3 separate regions of the Sus scrofa genome follow, and regions 1 and 2 are each linked to region 3. Evidence: chromatin contacts called from public HiChIP or PLAC-seq data. All regions are on one chromosome and are shown on one strand. Each heading gives the region's core, a stretch centred on a gene start, on an enhancer-like site or on the middle of the called end of the contact. The rest is flanking DNA. Distances are from core to core; before and after follow the strand shown.

The links. HiChIP or PLAC-seq counts read pairs in DNA pulled down with a chosen protein or histone mark.
Region 1: a contact with region 3 is called in an H3K27ac HiChIP or PLAC-seq map of alveolar macrophages. The contact joins two enhancer-like sites. A contact is called at or near these places in 1 of 47 Hi-C or Micro-C datasets (embryonic fibroblasts) and 2 of 2 datasets of contacts at active chromatin or transcription factors (alveolar macrophages and skeletal muscle).
Region 2: a contact with region 3 is called in an H3K27ac HiChIP or PLAC-seq map of alveolar macrophages, with 4 times the contacts expected there. The contact joins the promoter of BET1 here to the enhancer-like site in region 3. A contact is called at or near these places in 1 of 5 promoter capture datasets (liver), 3 of 47 Hi-C or Micro-C datasets (alveolar macrophages, embryonic fibroblasts and retroperitoneal adipose tissue) and 2 of 2 datasets of contacts at active chromatin or transcription factors (alveolar macrophages and skeletal muscle).

What each region holds. Positions count from the first base shown.
Region 1 is chr9:73,976,988-73,979,687 of Sscrofa11.1, forward strand. It overlaps LOC102163402 (a long non-coding RNA gene), which reads left to right. Exons shown (of 8, transcript XR_002335814.1): 7 at 123-254. Among named protein-coding and RNA genes, the nearest start is that of BET1, 190 kb to the left of the region's middle. Within about 2 kb of position 1,259, at least 22 of the 83 cell types and tissues checked have an H3K27ac peak or open chromatin away from gene starts, as enhancers often do. A contact at or near this core is called in alveolar macrophages, where this site is marked.
Region 2 is chr9:73,791,396-73,794,095 of Sscrofa11.1, forward strand. BET1 (BET1 homolog) reads right to left here and starts at 1,258. Exons shown (of 4, transcript XM_003130153.5): 1 at 1,070-1,258. The coding sequence starts at 1,088. LOC102163402 (a long non-coding RNA gene) reads left to right here and starts at 1,331. Exons shown (of 8, transcript XR_002335814.1): 1 at 1,331-1,563.
Region 3 is chr9:73,883,887-73,886,586 of Sscrofa11.1, forward strand. All of the region lies in intron 3 of LOC102163402 (a long non-coding RNA gene), which reads left to right. Among named protein-coding and RNA genes, the nearest start is that of BET1, 93 kb to the left of the region's middle. Within about 2 kb of position 1,440, at least 16 of the 83 cell types and tissues checked have an H3K27ac peak or open chromatin away from gene starts, as enhancers often do. A contact at or near this core is called in alveolar macrophages, retroperitoneal adipose tissue and skeletal muscle, where this site is marked.

The sequences.
Region 1 (2,700 bases), core at 9-2,508, 93 kb after region 3:
TTCTGCTGAACCAGCTTATCACTCCCTGTGGTCACCTCTCCCTTTGTGTGGAGGTGGAATGGACTCCCAAATCGTCTAAGCTGGACCCTTAACACACGCTCCACTTTTGTTTCCTAATCCAGGAATGTTCCAGTATGATGATGTAATTCTCTTGCTCGAGGCAAGCAGAAGCTCCTGGGCCAGGAGGCAAGCTCCCACCACATCAGTGACAACACTGAATCCTCAAGTGCTAGGCCAACAAGAAATTCCAGAATGTAAAGCATTTATTTACTTTTAAAACATCTTATTTATTTTTGGGCACACCCATGGCATGAGGAAGTTCCTGGGCCAGGGACTGAACCTGTGCCACAGCTGTAATCACAGCCAAGGCAGTGATAATGCCAGATCCTAATCCACTGAGCCACAAGGGAACTCCAGTAAAGCATTAAAATAATCATTTGAAATAACTTTTTGCAAATGATCAACATGAATATTAAGTTTATTAGCAAACTACATATTTTATTTTTAAAAGTGTCTTAATTTTAAAATTTTTGGAATAGCCTGTCATCCAGAAGACCTTTAGATAACTGGATAATGTTGATAATTCCATATCTTGCCCTGTTGCAGAAAGCAAATTCTTACAAATTCTCTAAGTCTACATTATGAACACATGTCTGACACATGTTCAGCATCTTCACAAACACACAGAGTTTCTTATGATAGCATTTCCCCCAGCCATAAGTTTATCATATGGAGAAAATATACAGTTTTATATAAAAGTAGGATGTATAGGTAATTATTCTGATTTTCCTATTAGTCCCTGGCATAATTTTTATAAACAATCTAGAAGATTACACCCTAAATGCATTTATTTTTAATGTAGCTATTTGCCTCTAGCCAGTTCAGATTGAATTATTAACAATTTTTTCCTATTCTCTTTTTAAACTTACTTAATAATGAAATGTCATGTTGTTGTCTTACTTTAAATAAAATTTAATAACAGCACAGGAAGGTGAGAATCCTGTTGTAGAGAGTTTCAGAAAAATAGCTCAGGTCAATAAGCTGAAACATCTTTTCCCAGGACCTAATTTGAAAACTTGTAACAGGGAAAGTAAACCTAAGAGACACAAACGAGAGTCACCAGCATAACCCAGAAACCCTGGACAGGCTCAGGAAAGAGCCTCCTGCCTCTCATGTGCAGGCCTTCCCCCAACTCAGCACTGCTGCCCTCTGTCCTTTTGTTGCTGATGAAGTGGAAGAAGCTTCCTGTCCAAACCACATGAGGTTACAGCTCCCTGATCTCTATAGTAACAATGAAAAGATAGCAAACAACTTGACTCCACAAGTTAACCAGGACATTAGAAATTCTTCTGTGCTGATTAATCATCATTCTTCTATTGAACATTCCTGTCTTTAAGAAATCCTGTTTGCGTCACACTGTAAAAGTGAGATCCCAGACAGTCATGTCTTTCGTAACGAAAAAAAACAAAACAAAAAAAACCAGCAAAAAAAGAGGGGGCATACAAGGCCTTCATGTGAAAGTTTAGTCTCCATTAGTGTAGATTAGGAGTGGTGATTAGTCAAATTCCCTACCATTAAGACAGGCAATTTGGGGAAAGCATTTGTCCTCATCAAAATACTATTACACACAGGATCTGCTTGAGATAAACTTTTTAAAACTGTCTAAGTGTGTTGAATAAAATATGGTTTGACACTGATGGAATTTCAGCTTAAGATTGATCATCATTTTGTTACATGGCGACTTGTTTTAGTAATAGCATTACTGAGATATAATCCACATACCATGCAATTCACCCATCTGAAGTGTGCAATTCGGAGTTCCCATTGTAGCACAGCAGAAACAAATCCAACTAGGATCCATGAAGCTGCAGGTTCGAACCCTGGGCTTGCTCAGTGGGTCACGAACCCAGTGTGGCCGTGAGATGTGGTGTAGGTCACAGATGTGGCTTGGATCCTGAGTTCTTGTGGCTGTGATGTAAGCCAGCTGCTGTAGCTCCAATTCGACCCCTAGCCTGGGAACTTCCATGTGCTGCAGGTGCGCCCCTACAAATTGAAAGAAAAAAAAGAAAGAAAGAAGAAAGGAAAGAAGGAAGGAAGGGAGGAAGGAAGGAAAAAGTGTACAGTTCGATGATTTTAGTATATGCACAATTTTGCAACAGTAACTACAATTTTAGAAAATATTCGTCGCCAAAAAGAAACTCCTGTACCCTTTATCTACCAACACCCAACACCTCCCACCCTCAACCCCCAGCCGTAGACAACCATTAATCTACTTTCTGTCTCTTTAAATTTTCCTATTTGGGACATTTCATATAAATAAAATAATTTAAATTTGGTCTTTTGCAACTATCTTCTTTCATTAACATAATGCTTTCCAGGTTTATTCATGTTGTAGTACTTAATTCTTTTTTATGGCCAAATAATATTCCATTATGTGTATATTCCACACTTTATTCATACATTCATCAGTTGATGGACATTTGGGTTGTTTCCACCTTTTGGCTACTATGAATAATGACTACTGTAAACTTTCTTGTACAAATTTTTGTGTGGACACATTTTTATTTCTCTTTGTTATGTAACTAGGAGTGGAACTGCTGAGTCAAATGATAACTGTTGTTTAACTTTGTGAAGAAGGGCCAGAATATTTTTTCAAAGTGGCTGTAGTATTTTAAATTACATAGAGATTAAATTTATTGG
Region 2 (2,700 bases), core at 8-2,507, 93 kb before region 3:
CTTAAGTATATAAAACTAAACTTGTTCAAAATGAGTTATCTTTTTTCTCTACAATGTACCTGGCTAACTTTCTTCTATGATCCAAGTATTCATCATTCATACAGACTACATATTTCAAAAGCTGTTTCTCATACTACAATTTACTAACCAATGTATGTGCCTAGAGTTACTGCAACTTTCACTAACTTTAAATACCTGGCACTTTTGAAAAACTTTTTCCTCCCACCTTATTATAAGAACTAAAAAAGGTAACATTATCTTTTAAAAAATATTTCCTATATTTTGTCAGGTATACTGTGCACTGATTTAGAAGGTTTTTCTCTTTTCTTTTTTCCCAGTCATCTCTTAATAGCTTCGGAATCAGAAAATACTGTTTTAATGGCTGTGTGTTATAAGTCCCATTATAAGTCCTTGTACCTAACTTATTTCTGCTGCTTTATGAACTTGCTTCCTAAGCCAAAAGGTCAAGAACAAATGCTAAGTCACCAAGTATTACCACATTCTACAGCCTTAACAGGTGAACAAGTCTTATATAAGAAATGTTCTAGGTTAAATGGCCTTTGACCCTGAAGTTCCAGATCATGGCCTTTAACAGTTGTAATGTCACCTTTACCTTTGTAACTCACTGTTACCAGACTAATATGATTATTGGTGTGCTTTGCATGCAACACTAACTTCTCAAATTTCGCTTCTGAAGAAATTAACATTAGGCCCCCCTAAAAGAAACCGAAGACAGATTTCGAGAAACTCAGCAATTTCCATAATCACGCTCAGGCAGTAACACTAAAAACTCAGTAGTTGACACCTGGGCATACCTCACCCCAAGCCCTCCACTACTCTCTCTAAACTTACCATCCAGTACTTGGGACTGAACCAAACTTAAGGACCCCCAGAATCTGGGACAAAACGGTGTGTTTCCACTTGGCACCGTCTCCAAAGACCCCTCCAGACCTCCTGCTTTCTGGCTGATTCCAGTGACAGGAGACAGGTCTGACTTCCTCCCGTGTCCCGGCACCCAGCACCGCCAGTTCTGCGGCCCCCGAACTTCGAATCTCAGCCCTCTTCTTACCCAGGCCTGCACGCCTCATCCTGCCAGAGGAGCGGGGGGAAAAGGCGGGCCGACGGGGTGGGCAGGAAGAGGCTAGGGGCCACCCGGACAGCGTCCTCAGTACCAGGGCCCGGCGAAACACCAACTTCTTTCCCCAAAGCGCCACGACATCAGTGGAGTCTAAACATCGCGCTGGCTGATGGCGTCACCCAAGGCACTTATTGGCCTCGCGAGGTGGCTTGAATGGCATTCTGGGAAATGTAGTTCGCCGCCGAGGCTAGAAGCCGGGCTGAAGCGTAGGATGAAGCCGGGTGGAGGAGCGGGCGGGGCTTGCGTAAGAAGGGCGCGCGGCCCGACTTCCACTCTGCAACCAGGACCCTGGAGCTCAGCTCTTGGGCTGGCGCTGGCTCTCAGCTGTTCAACTGAGTTCATCTACCCTTCCCAGACCAAGAGAGGATGGTTGACTTCTTTTTCCTGATTCAGCCTCTCACTTCTCTCACCTGGAGTTAGTTCAGGTAAAGTCAAAGAAAACTTTATTCAAGTTTCTTAACTCACACACAAGTGGGGACCCATAGAAGGGAAAGAAGAGGGTAACCGACTTGTTCCAGGTCACCCAGTAGAGAAAACCGTGGAGTAGGGCTGCTGCTCGGATTAAAGAAGGCAATGAAAGTAGCCTGGTTTCCTCTGAGGCACTGAAGACTCCGTTCCCTGTTACTGGGTTGGTTACATTGCTAGAAGGATCCGAGGCTATTAGTTTTGAAGGGACCGAAGGCCCCTAAACTTCCTTTAGAACTGTTTAACTTAAACAAAGAATACTAAAATACTGTTTGTCCTTTTTAACTTACACAAAGAATGCCGAAATATTGTTTACACGTGGTAATGTGCCAGTGTTTAAAAGCTTGTTAGTGAGGGTAGAGTCATTCTGGAATTGGGGTTAGTCCTAGACTTTCATTTTATCTCACGGGGATTATTGTGAGGATTAACTGAAATAACTTAAAAAAAAATCTGATGTGCATTAGTTGATCAGAAACCCCTGGATTCTAGCCGTTTTGTCGTTGCTGCTGTATGACAGTTGGGATACTCTCCATACTAGAGATTTTTGAGAATGCAATAATCGCTGATCATTTGGTGCTCCCCCCACAGTTTCCCAATATGAACATTGACTGTAGTAATGGTAGAGTAAGTCTCTGCCCCAAGGTTGTTTTTGTAAAATACAACACACAAAAACCAATTTTTAATAAAAGTTACTAACATGGGAAATAAGATTAATCCAATAGCGTTTTGAGAGAAAAACAGTCTTCATAAAAATAAACAACCATTTTCTAAAAACAGGGGAATCAGAGACAGTTATTGCAAATAAACACTGAAGGTTCAATAAGAGAAATGGCATTTTAACTTAATATCTGTGACAGTCCCTTTTTTTTCTAAGAAGTGCATGTGTTCTATAACCAAAGCATGTCAGAAAAATCATCTTAAAAAGATTTCTTGTGGTAATGTAAAAATTTTTAAATCTGATGTTAAGCTTACCAAAACAGATTATTTAAATTACATATGTACTTATCCTCTTATAAAGGGGATAATGCTTCCTTTACATTATAGGGAGACATAATAATAAAATATGAAAGAAGAAAATATAAAGTAATAAGGGGTAC
Region 3 (2,700 bases), core at 190-2,689:
AGAATAACAAATAAGGCAATCCCCCTTTGCTTGTAAATGCCTCTGCTTGTAAACTGCCTTCATTGATTAAGTTCACTTTAGTTTTTTCTTTCTTTCTTTCCTCTATTTAATTGCACATCTTCCTAGCTTCACACAGCCCAGTTGTTTCATAGGAACTTGGAGTTAACTCCTGCCCTGTGCAGGCTGTCTGGGGACTGGTTGAGACCCCTGAGCCTAAAACAGGCCCTAAAACTGGGCCTGATGTCCAATGAATGGCCTTTCGATGTGAGGGCTGGGAACCCCACCCTTGGGTCATGCTAAGCACCTCCATGTTGAATGCACAAGGCCCAGAGCACCTGTGCAGGACAGCTGTTTCCTCCCCTTCCCTGCCTCCAGTCACCTTCCCTACTCCTAAGACCGTCCTGCTCATCCCATTAATATCCCAACCCCTTGACCTTCAGGGAGGCAGTTCTGGTATTTGTTCTCTCATCTCCTTGCTCGGCTGACTTGTGAATCAACTCGTCCTTGGCTGTAAACCCGTGCCTCTCAGCCTCTGGCTTGCTGCATGTCAGGCAAGCTAACCTGGTTATCACTAAACACAAGATTGGAAAGAAATGAGCACAACTGGTTCTTGTGAGCTGGTAAAAACCACTCTAACACAGCAGGGCTTCCAGACCATCTCTGCCCCTTCCAAGATGTGTTTTGTGAACCAAACCTTACTCTCTGGGTTTCTCTTTTCTCATCTGTACAAACTAAGAACTTAATCCAGACTAAAGTTTCCGAGTCCGGATGATAATAAAAAAAATTCTTGTCTCAAAGAAATTTAGGGAACTTTGGGTTCAACAAAAGAGACCAATTAGACAGGTTTCTTTATAACAGGACCCCTTAGATACTTTAATATGACTTTACTATTTTGACTCTGTCAGAGGAAGCTATAGTATTTAGCTTTTCTCAAATGATTTTTAAATGGCATGGCTGTTAACAATAGCCAGAACTCTGTACCAGATGGTGTTTTGCAGCTTTAAAATTGAAAGAAAGGAAGGACGGTAGGAAGGAAGGCAGCCTCAAAACGTACCAGCCTCTCGCCCACTCCTACCAGCCAAGCAAATCCCTCACTTCTGAGTTAAGGGAGCTAACCTTTGTTGAGAGCTTACTCAGTGCTGCCTGTGAAACTCACCTATACAAGGTTTTCTACTTTAAAGCTGACAACTTTTCTAAAAAACAGGAATTGTTTTCTTCTATCCAATTTCCAGATTAGAAACCCGAGCCTCACTCAGGGTCACAATGTGTTTGAAGTGAAGGAGGCAACTAATAACTGCCGATCAAAAAGTGCCTCTCCCAAAGACCCTACTTAGAACAAAAGGAAAGCTACATTATAGATGGATAATCACTTCAGAATCTGTAGGTGGAGATCTATTTTAGCAATAGTGACACCTTGTGGCCATGTCTGCCTCAGCTTGGTAGCCACAGAGACCGAAAGGGATGCTTTCCTGGGCAAGTCACCCCTGAGAGCAGCGAAACAGTCGCAACAGGAAGAGAGTCCTGAGAATGTTGAAAGATCATTTTGTCATTTCAGAAATAACCTGAGATTAAAAGAATCAGAGCCATCCTTTCTTCCCTTTTCTCCTCTTCTTTTCTGATTCCTATGATAAACCAAGAAGCAAATATGTTTGCTTTTACATCATACCCTACCCATATCCCAAACAAAATGGAACATATTTTAAATGCATGGATAACACTTTGATGTCATTAAAAAACACTAATGGGCTGTATTTAATTTCAATGGGACTTTCATATTCTGGGAGGCCCTCTGTGTATCCCTTTCTTGTGTTTTCAGAGAGATTGCAAGATGCTTCTTAATGAGATGGAAAAACAGACACATTTTTTCTAAAGCAGCCAAAGTGATGTTAGGTTCTTAGAAGATAGCAGGGTTATTGTCAAGTCATTTAAAGAAATGTCTGGAGGGAAATCTTACTAAGATACAAGGGAAGATAAGAGAGCCAAATCTGAACAAGCTGGCGGAGAAGGTGAAAAAAAAAAAAAAAAGACATTTTATCACCCTTTTATTATAAAACTAAAGCCATGCACTAGATCCTCAGACCTTCAGGGAAGCCAAAACACTGTGGAAAGTTCCATTTGGGGCAGTTAAAGAGGAGAGAGTTGAAGATGCACGTGAGCTTGATGCAGATTTTTAGGGGGTGGTGGTGAGGTGAACGAGGAAAGGTTTACATTTTGCAGAGGCAAAATACGAAGGTGGAAAATGAACATTTTTGACTCACACTTATGTCATGTTGCAACCACGTTGACTCTCAGAGCTTCTGTTATGCCAGGCACAGAGAAGAGAGGGAGTCAGGAGAGCCATACAGAAGACCAACTCCAAAGCACTTGGGTGTATGGAAAACCTCGATGACCCCCCCATGCCCTGTCCCCTTAGTCTGTGAGGATAAGGATGGCATGGGGAACTTAGGGCAAAGGAAAGGGGAAACAGGACACAAAGGAATGGGGCAAAGGTTAGAAGTGAAAAAGTTAGGAGAATGAGAGGAAGGGAAGGAAGCAAGAAGAAGAGGTTTCCTTAGCAGTTAGGGGACCAATAAGCTATTTTTAGCTGGGAAATCTTATTCTCAAGGACCTGTGTGGAAATCCCCCCTCAAAATGCCTGGATGAGGTGGGAGTCAGTGAGCACAGGAAAGTTAGGCAGAGATTATATGACCCTGGACTTGC